Regions from separate parts of the Danio rerio genome. Here region 1 is linked to region 2. The links are chromatin contacts, called in public Micro-C maps. All regions are on one chromosome and are shown on one strand. The core of a region is the stretch at or near the end of the contact, and the rest is flanking DNA. Distances in the headings are between cores, read along the strand shown. Region 1 holds the start of fbxw7 (F-box and WD repeat domain containing 7). Region 2 overlaps fbxw7 (F-box and WD repeat domain containing 7).

Region 1 (6,983 bases), core at 3,687-6,186, 68 kb before region 2:
GAGTGGGGCTTGGAACAAAACAGAACTTTAGGCAAGCACAGTCCTGCTGTCATGAGGCGCAGCAGAACCCATGCACTAGTGGAACAGTGGTGGAAAACAACACCAGATGGAACTCATTAGATTCTTTTTTTTTCTTCCTTCTCCTCCAGTCTTCTTGTCTGGTCTGTTTGATTTTAAAACCCTGTTGATCGGAGTATTCCGTGCAGATGCATTTGCGTCTTGAATGAGTCATTTGTACTCATGCATTAATCATTGCGTATTACAGATTGTTTTGTTAGTTGTCTGCGAACTCTTGATGTTATATTTATAGTGTGCTCTTAGATTGTTGGGATTTGCGCAGCATTTTTGTGCTTTAGGTTTATAAACATCATAAAGTATAAAATCAGACTGCAACATATATTTTTATCTAACATAATGTGTATCGGTTTTCATTTTTATTTTAGTTTAATATTATTTAACATTAATATTATTTTAGCTAAGGTCAATATTGTTATCCCTCTTAAGAAATTATTCTACAATTTTTTGATTAGCTATAGAACAAATCACTGTTGTCCAGTGACTTGCCTAATTAACATAAGCCCATTTAACATACCCTAATTAAAAAAGTCTGACATTTTGTCACATATTTCTTATTATATTTTCCCCTCAGAAAAAAAACTATTTTATTTATTTATTTGGTTTACTATTACTTTAGCATTAATATTATATTTTATGTCCTTTGCTGTGTAAAACATGTGCTGGATAAGTTGTTGGTTCATTCCGCTGTGGCGTCCCTTGATGAATAAACGAAATATACAGTATGTTTATATATATATATATATATATATATATATATATATATATATATATATATATATATATATATGAATGAACCACCAACTATTCTAGCATATGTTTTACGCAGCAGATGCCCTTCCAGCTGCAACACAGCACTGGGAAACATACAGTATACACTGCAGACAGTTTAGTTTATTCAATTCACCTATAGCACGCGTTTGGACTGTGAGGGAAACCGAAGCATCCGGAGGAAACCCACACCAACATGGGAGAACATGCAAACTCCCCACAAAAATGCCAGCTGGGACTCAAACCAGTGACCTTCTTGCTGTAAGGCGACAGTGCTAACTATTGTGTCGCTGCATACATTATATGACACAAAAAACAAATAATAAAAACTTTTAAAAGAGTAAATGATTACAACACAATTGAAACTTGTCATCATCATCATCATAAGAATTTAAATAATAAAAAATGTTCTTGACAAAAAAAAAGAAAGAAATTTTAAAAAATAAAATAAAAAATTATAATATTACAAGTAAAGAAGGAAACTGAAATACAATGCTGGAGGATTTTTTTCGGCTAAAATCCATTTAAGCTTTGGTTGGCACTACTGCTGTGTCTACATGCTTTTCAGAAATATACGTACATTCTGGACAAATACAGTTAGATCAATAATGATGCGCTGAAATGACAGAACAATTTAAAAGAAGAAGAACAACAACAACAACAAGAACAAAAACAAAATGAATATTATTATTAATAGACTCTTTTAACAAGACAGTTATGACTCGTTTAAGGGTCATCATATTCTTAAATCCTTGAACATTTTTTATTGTTTGATTTAAAAAAACATTTATATGCATTTATAAAATGATTGTATCATATTTGCGTCAAATTACAAAAAACAAATTACCGCTTATGCAAGATGTTATTCTCATCAGTCTCACACTAATTTCCCCCTTTTTCTGACAGTCTTGATAACACCATTGTGACATTTTTCTTTTAATATTGCGGTCACACTTTACAATAAGGTTCATTAATTAATGTTAATTAGTGCATTTACTAACATGAACAAACAATGAACAATACATTTACTACTGTATTTGTTCATGTTAGTTAACGTTAGTTAATGAAAATACAGTTGCTCATTGTTAGTTCATGTTAACACATGGTGCATTAACTAATGTTAACAAGAATGGACTTGAATGTTAATAATGCATTAGTAAATGTTCAATTATGATTAATAAATGCTGTACATGTGTTGTTCATGATTAGTTCATGTTAGTAAATGCATTAAATAATGAACCTTATTGTAAAGTGCTACCAATATTTCAGCAAATGGGATAATAAAAAATGATTTGTTGTATTCTCTCATTCACTGCGCTCTAAGTTTTCCTAACTATGACGCCTTACTCTACTGAAAAACCCAGAAATGTGAAAAGGGTCTATATGGATGTAAACATTAAAGGTAAATTGATTTACAACAGAAAAGTGTGACTGTTACCACAGAAAAATCATATAAGAAATAAAATTAAAGAATTTTCCTTTAAACTTATCCACAGATTTTATTCAGCAAAACACTATTTTCAAAATGTAAAAAAATGGTATTGATATAAATGGTCTTTTTTGCCATGAATACGAGGAGACTGATTTACATTTATTTTGCTATTGCACATACTCTGCTATATTATAGTGAGGCTCAAAAATTAATGAATTTATTTTCCTTCTGCTTAGTCCCTTTATTCATCAGGGATCACCACAACGGAATGAACCACCAACTTATCCAGCATATGTTTTACATAGCAGATGCCCTTCCAGCCGCAACCCAACACTGGGAAACAACCATTACACACACATACACCATACAACCAATTTAGTTCATCAAGTCACCTATACTGCATGTCTTTGGACAGTGGGGGAAAATAAGAGCACCAGAAGGAAACCCACACCAACACAGTGAGAACATACAAACTCCACACAGAAACATCAACTGATCCAGTTGGGACTTGAACCATCGACCTTGCTGTGAGGCGACAGTGACACCACTAAGCCCTATATACAGTAAGTGTATATATTCTGTACAATGACAAAAACAACAAATAATAACAAAGAGTAAATCCCTTTGAGCTTTGGTTGGCACTACTACTAAGTCTACATGACAGAACACAATTTAAAAGAAGAGAAAAGTATGACTGTTAACCACAGAAATATCATGTGAGAAATAAAACGAAATAAATATCCTATAAACTTATTCACAGATTTTATTCAGCAAAACTTTATTTACATAAAAGTAAAAATTGTATTGATATATGGTAATTTTTGCCACGAATAGCAGGAGACTGCTTTACATTTATTTTGCTATTGCACAGACTCCATATTATAGTGAGGCTCGAAAATGTATTAATAATAATGTTCATTGTTGAAAACATTTATCATTGTTATAGGAAAATTTTGGGTTTTACTGACTATCCTAACCAGGAGAACGACTGTTTTTATTTAATTAAATTCTGCTAACCCAATTTTACATTCAGAAATGTAAATTCACTAATAGGAAATCTAATTTTATAGTCTTGTTGACTGAAATCTGCTTACATATTACCAGTATCAGAGACTGTTTAAACAAGAAAGTCCCAGACACTTTAAAAATATATAATTGTTATAATGTATTTCATTCATTTGCATGATTGTGTGTTTATACTTTATTCATACTTACCTCCCCAGGCATTTGTATTTTTTCACAGTAAAAGGTTGTATTCTGTTGTTCTTTAAATAAAAACTAAATGAATAAAGGGCAGTGTGGTGGCACAGTTGGTAGCGCTGTTGCCTCACAGCAAAAAGGTTGCTGGTTGGAGCCTCGGCTGGGTCAGTTGGCATTTCTGTGTGGAGTTTGCATTTTTTGGTGTGGGTTTTCTCCGGGTGCTCTGGTTTCCCCCACAAGCCCAAAGACATGTGGTACAGGTGAATTGGGTAAGCTAAATTGTCTGCAGTGAATGAGTTTGTATGGATGTCTCCCGGTACTGGCTTGCAGCTGGAAAGGCATCCGCTGCGTAAAACATATGCTGGATAAGTTGCGTAAGTTGGTTCAGCTGTGGCAGCCCCTGAGGAATAAAGGGACTAAGCCGAAAAGAAAATGAATGAATAAACATTTTAATGAATAATGTAATGAATAAACATTAAATATTTGTTTGTTTTTTGTTTGTTTATGCAAATAGGCTGTTATTTGCTTTTTTGGTAAATGAAATAAACGGTCAAAAGATTAATTAATTAATTAATTTATATGTATGATGTGACCTTTTGGTAAATATCAAATCAAATCAAATCTCTTTTATTGTCACATCATCAGCAGCATGTGTACTACAAACACAATACAGACCGTGCAAAATACAACACATAACATACTACAAAGAACAAAACAATATACTATTATCAATGTTGACAGTAATAAAGGCAAAAAAAATTTGAAAAATAATAAATATGTTAAGAAAAACACACATTACACACATGTAGACACATGATGGACAAGTACACAATCAAAAAGGTGTACATAGTTTGACTGATTAGGCATTATTGTTTTAAGTAAGGCTTTGACTAAAGTGCGTAAACATACATAAATAGATACATAATCACCGATTCATTAAACATGCGAATAATAAACAAATATGAGAAAAAAATACAGTAAAACATGTTAATAATTTGAATGATTTATAATGCAACACAATATATGTTATTTATTAGACGTGAATGTTACCTTTTATATTTTCTTTTTATTATTACTTAATGTGTTACACTTAATATTTAATTTAATTTTTCATTTTGCCTCCCCTGCAATGACAAACGAGACAAACTTAATAATAAAAAAATACTGATAAATAAATAAATCATTTAATTAACTAATAATTAAAAACAAGCCATTTAAAATGAATTATTTTTATTTTTTTATTGTAAATACAAAATCCAAATACAACAAAATGGGATTCAACTTTACAACTTGTGTGTCATATATGGAAGGCTCAACACAAAATAATATACAAAGATACAAATGTAATATACAAAAAACATTCAAGTTAAAATAAATCCAAGCCATTTAAAATTAAACTCGCATGCATGGGCGACGTAAATGCGTCTTATTTAAGCGACGCGAGCAAGGGTGACGTTATTGGACGACACCGTGACGCTATCATCCGTGGACAGGGAGTCGTACAGGAATCGGTTGGATAAAGGCGATCGCGCTTTAACGGAGCAGCATCGGAGTCGCGTGCCGCATCCCTTGCTTTCTCAGATCGGTCACATATTATTCTATGGGGGATCTGAGTTTTTGCAGAAGATAACGAAGAAATTTCAGCTCTCCCTGATGCAGGGCTCCGAAGGGTGCGAATGACGCTCAGACTTTATTTCGGCGGATGAAAATGTTTGGTTTGTGCTTGTAAAACTTCAGCTCGTTTTCAGAGGATCGTTTCATCTTGCGTTCGGGCAAGCCGGAGAGGAGAAGAGGGGAGACCGGTTTATCCTAACCGAATTCTGGATTGGATATCTGAGGAAACTAACCGTTCGTTTGCACATAGGAGCTTTCCCCCTTCGCCTTTCCACCAGTTTCCAGGGTAAATACTTGCGTTTGTCTCTTGGTTAAACTCAGTGTTTTGCAGGCAGGCAAACTTGACCATGCAAGGCTGATATTTAAAGTAAAGGGCCATGTGATCAGCTTCACTACACTACCTCGTGGAGGTATTGGGCATATAGAACGGAATGCATGGCCTTTTCAGGTTTATATAGTATTTTAATTCCCATTTTCAATGCAATGGTGTGTGACGTTAGTGTAGCAGGTTGCCTGGCATTTAAAATTACACCGCGAAATAACACCGAGAAATGACTCGCGTGAAACTGTTGTAATGTTAAGTTACTTAATTATTTTAACCTTAACCCATTTCCGAAATGGGACACTTTAAAACAGTTTTTGCTAGACTTTTGTAGCTGCAGCAAACAAACCTAATAACGTTACAGAATGTGTAATACAGCCACAGTATTTATTTATTTTCCATGTCTGATTGATTTCATTAGTTTGTGTACGGACTTGACCTAAATTTAATGTATTTGCACTACGTAAAAATAAAACATTGTTTGGAAATACAACTTCACAGCAGACGAAAAGGCTTAATTCCGTTGCCTTATAACAGCTATGCATTCCACGACTTTACAACATCATTTATACGGTGTCTATCTACAATTTATGGTCCGTTTACGTTTTAGACAACTAATAATCATCAATGCATCCTTAATATTATTATTCCGTTTGTTATAGATTGTTCTTCTGTTATTTAGCCGGTTAGCAAGAGGATGTTTAGCTTAGGCTAACACTATTAGCACACCCGCAACTGGACAATCGAAACACAGTGTCTTACGAATACGTTTATACGTTTGTCCACTACACTGCCATTTATATGAAAAAGTGTTCTATTTTGTGACCGTGTCATCAAGGGCACTTGAAACATCTGATAGCGGTTAGCCTAGCATATTAGCATAGCCGGCTAACAATCGACGTTCAGCCTTTTGCCACCGTTGCCTCCCATAAGGGGTTTAAATCCACGTGAAGTACCCGCCAATATCCGTAAACAGTTTCTCCTTTGTAATAGTCATTTTAAAGAAATGTTAGCCGGTGTGGGACGTTGTGAGTATGAAATTCGTAATTTGTATAGATTTATGTGCAGCGCGTGCACGGCGCGAGATAAGCACATGTTAGCACCGACTTGAAGTCGATACAAGTTTGTTATTTGTGATACAGGTGCGTTTTTTTCTCTGAAACTATTGATTGAGTTAATTAATCACATTTCAGCTTCGTAACAGTACTGAGAACTTCTTAATGATCTGTAAAACCTCAGGATGCTAAATGCATGAAAACAACTTCTACTATGAACACATGGGTATAACTTCTTGAGCACCGAAAGATAACAACTTAAGTTTCATAAGCATTGAGCAACCCTATAGTATTTTCATTTAAAAATATGCAAGAATAGCTCTTCTCGTTAATTTCGGGGTTTTGCGCTTGAAAATTTCAGCATCATCTGTAATATTATGTAACTCGTTTCACAGGGTTTGTATTGCCATCGATTGCTCCATGTGTTTATGTAATATCTGTTGTCAAATAAAGTTACTTGGAAGAAGGAGGGGGAGAAGTTTCTCTAGAGAACAGGCAGAGGTCAGTTTGCGAG
Region 2 (6,813 bases), core at 2,868-5,367:
CTATATTGCGTGTGTTTTTGAACTCAAATAAGGACTAAATGTTTGCTGTGTGTAGTGTTTCTATAATTAATAATGTATCGGAGACTGTAAGGGGCTGTATGTGTTTATATATGTTGCATTTATGTATTTATTTTATATAATTACAGACGTTACTTTAGCCTATTTCGCACTGTCATTGATCTGCAGTTATAATCAAATCATGTTCATGGAAACGTTAGTAATAAACATTTATAAACAAGTATTTATGTGTATAAAGCATCTGTTTTGTTAGAAGTGCTGCTCATTATGATATGTGAACGACCCGTACAGCCTTACTGTAGACATTTATTCGAGCGAGCATGATGTCGACTTAAACTGTCATACACCACACCCCACCAAAAGGGTACCCTTTGTGGTGGAAACGCAAGACTGATATAGGTGACCCATACCGTAATGTACCAGTCAGTGGAAACGAAGCATTAGTTTACTCAGTGCAAGCCCGTTTGCGATGGTGTACAAGGTGTTAAATTTAACATATAGCTGCCACTTGCACGGCGGACAGCATCTGGCGATTATATGAAGGATTAAACAGAAGCTCTCATGCTAGATGTGGCAAACAGTTACCTGGGAATTCCATCCCAAAGACTTTTCACAGCGGACTTGAAGCCAAATGAAGTTTTTTATCTACTCTTCGAAAAGTGTAGATGGTGGATATTTGGCTTTATTTACTGCAGCAAGTTGACATGACAACTGTTTTAAACCATTCTTGAGCGCTGCGTTTCATGTGCAGACAAAGAGCTTAGAGATGCATTCTGCGTGAATGTCTCCCAAACTGCTCAATTGGTGAACATTTTGCAGTAAAAACTGGTCGCACAACAATTTTATGCACTCGCACATATGCTCCCAAATATGTTTTGAGGTCGCATAGATAAAATTTCGGGCGCATATGCGACCAAAATGGTCGCAATTTCGAGCCCTAGTGGATATCTGTTGGGTTTGTAAACCAACAAACTTTAACATCTGAGACATCTGAATGATATAAGCTTGCACAAACAAACTTAAACAGATATCACCTTGTTATATTTAATTCATATTAGGGCATGTGTGTTGTTAAAGGTTAACGCACATTCAAATGTTTAAAGCTCAATTCGGAAACAATGTTGCATGCTAATGTGGTGCTTTTATTCCCTGAATGATATAGAATTGCTAATAAACATAATCAGCTATAATATGCCTACTGTATATATTTACTGAGCTCCTGACCTTAATGAGGAAATTTAAATTAGTTTTGTTATTTTGGTAAAGTTTATTTTTTTTCATGCTGAGGTTGACATTTTCATGGAATTGATTGTGTGTGTGTGTGTGTGTGTGTGTGTGTGTGTGTGTGTGTGTGTGTGTGTGTGTGTGTGTGTGTGTGTGTGTGTGTGTGTGTGTGTGTGTGTGTGTGTGTGTGTGTGTGTGTGTGTGTGTGTGTGTGTGTGTGTGTGTGTGTGTGTGTGTGTGTGTGTGTGTGTGTGTGTGTGTGTGTGTGTGTGTGTGTGTGTGTGTGTATTACGATAAGTATTTGCTTCTCGTTATGACATTTAAAAAAACATGTTTAACTGTTTATTATGGTATTATCATCATGGTTTCCAACAAAAGACGCTTGAGGAGTACATAGTCAGTACATTTTCTTTAAATTTGGTCACTTTTCCTTTAATGTACATTCTATGTGTGTGCACTTCAGTATAGAAATATATTTATAAATGGACTCTGAATGGGACATAAAGGAACGTAAATGTCATTTGTATCAAAGTTAATTAAATGCTTGCAATTGTTACATGGTGTAAATTGCAATCTAATTAAAATAATATATTGTCTAAGTAATGCATCAGTCTCAATTCACTGGAAAATTATTTAAAATTAGGTTTATTTTGAAAGTCTAGATATCTCTATGGAGATTTTGTCAGCAGTTTGTTCCATTCTAACTTTTGAATTGTAACAACTGGTATTGTGTTTTTTTGGGCTCATTTTGCTTCTGCGTCAACCTGTCCAGATTGCCTTGAATTGGTTGTCTTTACAATGGCAGTCACACTTGGATGTTGGAGATTCAGGTCAAACTCCAAACGTCTGCAGTGTTTCCCTTTCATTTGGTCTGTTCTTCTATTCATTCCTCTTTAATAATTCAAGCTTTTGCTGTTTGGTTCACAGGAGAGGCCACTGACAGTAGCCATTTAGTCTGCACAACTCTAGACTGAATATAAACGGTCAGACTGAAGCACTATAGTGTCTTAAAAACAACACAACACTATCATGTTTGCCAGTCTAGCTTTGACTCAGTTGGCATCAGTGCCATCGCAAGTCTGTCATGAGAGCTTTGTTCTGTTTGTAGTTCTAGTTGTTCTGACTTCAGCTTGTCTGCTTTTTTTGTTCTCAGCGTGGCCTACAGCAGTCAAATCTTCAGGGCTTTTTCAGATTAGTTTGTCTTCTAGTGAAAGTGATGTAAGATCCATGTAATTTGTCTGTAATTGAGGTGTTAGTAGCAAACGTTAGGCTATTTATCTTCATTACTCTATCTGGTGGAAAGGAAATACAGATGACTTTTTGGTGTACAATTCTCTGGCTTTTTCCCCTCTTTTTTTGTGTATCAGGAATTAAAATGTATATACTAGACCACGGGTGCACAAACTTAGTCTTATGCTGGGCCAAAACCAAAACTTGATCGAGGGATATGGGCAGAATATATATATATATATATATATATAAACAAATATATCACACCATATTACATACATTTTCCATTTGCCTTATTTTTTTGCTAATATTTAAAAAGAACCAGACAACATTAATTTAAATCATAATTAATGCAGTAAATCTTTTAAACATTTTTATAATTAACTTACAGTAAAAACATAAAAAAAATCTCATTTATAACTGAATGAAGAATGCTAAAACGCTAGTCAGCCTGCTCCTGTCTTTGACTTGATTTGCTGCCTGAAGTCTTGTGCAATACTTTTTGTCAAGTGACAGTTTTTATATTTTAAAAGTCTGATTAATTTACAACATTTAATTCAATCATTTCATTTCAGTTGGCTTTTGTTTCAAAGAAACAAAGGTTTACTTTAAAATCTAAATAACAATCTCTGTCAAAGTCCCCAACATTTTCTCTCTCGGGCCCAATCAAAGGTTACCATGGGCCAACTTTGGGCATCTCGTTACAACACAGTGCTGATGTTTAAATTTTCCCCTTTAATGTATTGATCCTTTTTATTTACAGTTTATTTTATTATGACATTAATTTACATGCACTCAAAATGACTTTGTTTAAACGACTCATTTAAAATGAGCTAAACTGACACTATTCTTGAGATTTTATTATAATTTTTTTTAGGGGGCAGCTTAATTGTTTATATTCAATTCACTATTTGTAAAACTAAAGTTAAATTCTTAATGTTTTCCCAAAACAAATCAGTTGTGTGGAACTATACCTTTTTTTAAAATTTTTTTTTACAGTGTATCGTTTTTATCACAAAGATAAAAGTTCGAGAAAATAAAATATTCAACAGATGTTTTTAAAAATGTTTATTATTTATTTATTTATTTATTTTATTTATTTATTTTCAGTTCAAAGAATCCTGAAAATTGTCATGGCTCCTTTAAAAAAAACAAATGAAACAAACAAACAAACAAATTAAAAGTTTCCAGCAGTGGTAATAGTACATTTAATAACTAAGCACAATCAGACAAATGAACAAATATACTAAATTACGGTAGCCTATAACATTGGTTTGAGGGATCACATGACATTGAACTAATGGCTGCTGAAATTCACTTCCAATGTCATGCCACAAAAGGCGGTGACTTGAGCTTTATTTAAATCTGGAATGTTTTTAAATGCGTCACAGGTATGTTCAGCGACTGAGGCATTTATAGATATCCATAAATACCCAACAATGCTTTCTAGCTCACTAGAATTCTCTGTCCCCTTCCAGTCCATTGAAAAATGCCCAGTTTTACTCCGGTCAGTGTTCTCATTCATGTTTCGGAAGCCCTGCTCGAAAACAGGAAATAGATTGAGTGAACGGCAATAGCCCACCCTGCCCGTTGTTGTGGCGACAGGAAGCTGTGATTTCATGCCAGACTGCCTGTTCAGGGCATTGTTATTGTGGGTACAGAGTGCTTGGTTCAGAGCCCCACTAGAGGGCAGTAGATACAGATAGATACAGGTGCATGTTCAACCAGGACTGAGAAAACATGAGCTGGTAGTATTTAGGTACTTTATAAAATTCCCTTATGTCTGTACTGTTTTTTTTTTTGTTTGTTTTTTTTTTTATTAACAGGTTTTTTATTTGGTGATTCATTATTTATTTACGGTTTTGTATTGCATCATGGGATCTTGATCCTGCTCTGTCAACTTTCAATGTAGAAAAAGATTTAGAAAGTGAGTCATTGATTTTTATTATTTTTCTTTTGTAGTTTCAAACCATGTATTGTATGAGCAATACTATATGAAGTTTCTAAAATAAAATTATTATTTACTACAATAAACTTAACAGAAAAAAGTACAAGCAGTTTATTACCAGGATTTGTACTGTTATTTATAATCACCAACCCAGATATTACTTAAAACTAGTACTGGGCAAAGATAAATCCAAAATAAAAGTTGTATGTGTATTGTATATGTGTGTGTGTATTGTATTATGTATATTTGATACACACACATACTGTATAGAAACATAACTGTTGTTACGTATAATTTGTTTACCCAGTCCATCTATAGTGCATGTCTTTGGACTGTGGGGGAACCCACAATAACACTGGGAGAACATGCAAACTCCACACAGAAATGCCAAAAGACCCTGCATGCACTCGATCCAGCGACCTTGCTGTGAGCCACCGTTTTGCCCTATGTTATATCAAAACAAGCTTTTATTTTGGATGATTTTGAATTAAATAGGTTATATTAAAAAGTGTCTTATTTTAACTTTTAGTTATCAAAATATCTTGAAATACTTTTTCCACTATGAAATATCAAGGACCCATAATGCCATTCAAAAGCATGAATTAATGAATGAACTAAAGTAAAACACAACTCATGGTGATTTACAGGTGTTTTGCTGTATGTTCAATTCAAATCCACATCAAATTCAAACCAAATCCTGTTGATTTACAGATATATTTTGCAATGGGTTCATTTAGTCCTTCTGTACCATCTCTAATTACTTGTTTTACCAATGCATAACATAAACAAAATCTTTATTGATTAGGTTAGGTGTTTTGGATTTTTTTTATAAAGTTGTATGAAGACACTCCTCTTTTCTTGATTCCATCTATTTCTTTAGAATTTATACAATTTTATAATATCTTTGCATTTAGTTTAAGAAAGTATTAACTGCATTCAAATTCTGCCATTTTTCTCACCCTCAATATGTTTGGGTTTCTTCTGTTAAACACAACATAAGATATACTGAAGAAAGTTGGAAAAAAAAAAACAGCCATTGACTTTATTTTTTGTTCCTACTTTTGATGTCTTGTTTTCTGTTCAACAGAAGTAATCAGTGAGTGAATGAGGATTAATTTTTTCGGTGAACTATTCCTTCAATATGTGTTTTAATAAAATTTTTGGCAAAAGTCATTTACAGCATTACAAACACTGGCATAAATGTATACTGTATCATGTCTACACAGGGTTGGGCGATTAATCAATGTTATCAAAATCCACATTCAGAACCTATAATCGATCAATTTTCCAGGACAATTTTTTTTGCATCACTTTCCCTACCACATGCATGAAGTCACGTGACCCTGCTTTGTTAAAGGCTGAGGCTGATTTGTGCTGCTGTGGGCCACTATGCAGGTGCATTGGATCTCTGGTCAAGTTGGATGATGAACCCATTCTTGAGCTTTACTTTGCACTATACATTGACGATGATGGAGAGCTGTGCCAGAGATGCCTTGAGATGGCATATATACCATTCCATTAAATTAGTATTTCTCATTAAAATATTTGTTTACAGATATGCATTAAATGCACTATTTTAACTATTATTTACAGGATATACAGAGGTTATTTCATTTAAAAGCAATACTACTTTTACTTTTATTATGAAAACATTGAAAAGAATTTATTTTTATTCCAAAAGTGCAAGTTATTTTTTACTTTTTTATAAGAAAAAAAGTGACTTGGTTTCAGCCAATGTGTGTTTTATTTCAGTTGTTCAATGTTGATGTTCAATAAATAATCATAGATAGTGTGTTTGCTTTAGTTCTTTTAAAATCAAGTAATGCCTCCTTCGTTCTGAAAACGCTCTTGCAAATTTACAGTGCAAAACCTGTCAGTCAACTCTGTGGGCAAAAAAATAATAATAAATAAATAGATTAATCGTAATCAAGTTAATGTTCAATTAATCGAGATTTAGATTTTAGGCCAAATCGCCCAGTCCTATGTCTACATTAATAAAGTTATTGGATTCGGCCTAAAGATTGGCATTTTCTCAACAAAAAAAAAAAAGAAAAGAAAAAAGCTAGACTTTTTAGGGTTGTAAAGGACTAGGGTTGCATAGTTTACTGGTGCTATGGTAGTATCGCGATAATATGGCTACAAAATACTTGCGGTGCCACTGTACTTTGTAAACGGTAGTATCATCAATAACGATCTACAATACATAATGTTGCATGTGGAAAATCACTAAAATGCACAGACATTTGTGCAACAATAGACCATTTTATTTGAATATTCTGTGGAGCCCTTTAAGGTTGCAAAACTGTGTAGAATTCACGCCTTTTATGGTAATCTATTGCACTTTTTCTGACACTTTAGTTTGAACGCACATCTGGATTAGTTCATTACTGTTC

What was found. A called contact is a pair of places that touch in the nucleus more often than the background predicts.
Region 1: a Micro-C map of caudal fin shows a contact between it and region 2, with 4 times the contacts expected there. The contact joins the promoter of fbxw7 here to the enhancer-like site in region 2. A contact is called at or near these places in 3 of 18 Hi-C or Micro-C datasets (caudal fin, embryo and hematopoietic stem cells) and 2 of 4 datasets of contacts at active chromatin or transcription factors (embryo and gastrula embryo).

What each region holds. Positions count from the first base shown.
Region 1 is chr1:26,762,107-26,769,089 of GRCz12tu, reverse strand. It overlaps fbxw7 (F-box and WD repeat domain containing 7), which reads left to right and starts at 4,936. Exons shown (of 13, transcript XM_073951515.1): 1 at 4,936-5,378.
Region 2 is chr1:26,693,090-26,699,902 of GRCz12tu, reverse strand. All of the region lies in intron 2 of fbxw7 (F-box and WD repeat domain containing 7), which reads left to right. Among named protein-coding and RNA genes, the nearest start is that of fbxw7, 68 kb to the left of the region's middle. Within about 2 kb of position 4,117, at least 10 of the 62 cell types and tissues checked have an H3K27ac peak or open chromatin away from gene starts, as enhancers often do. A contact at or near this core is called in caudal fin, where this site is marked.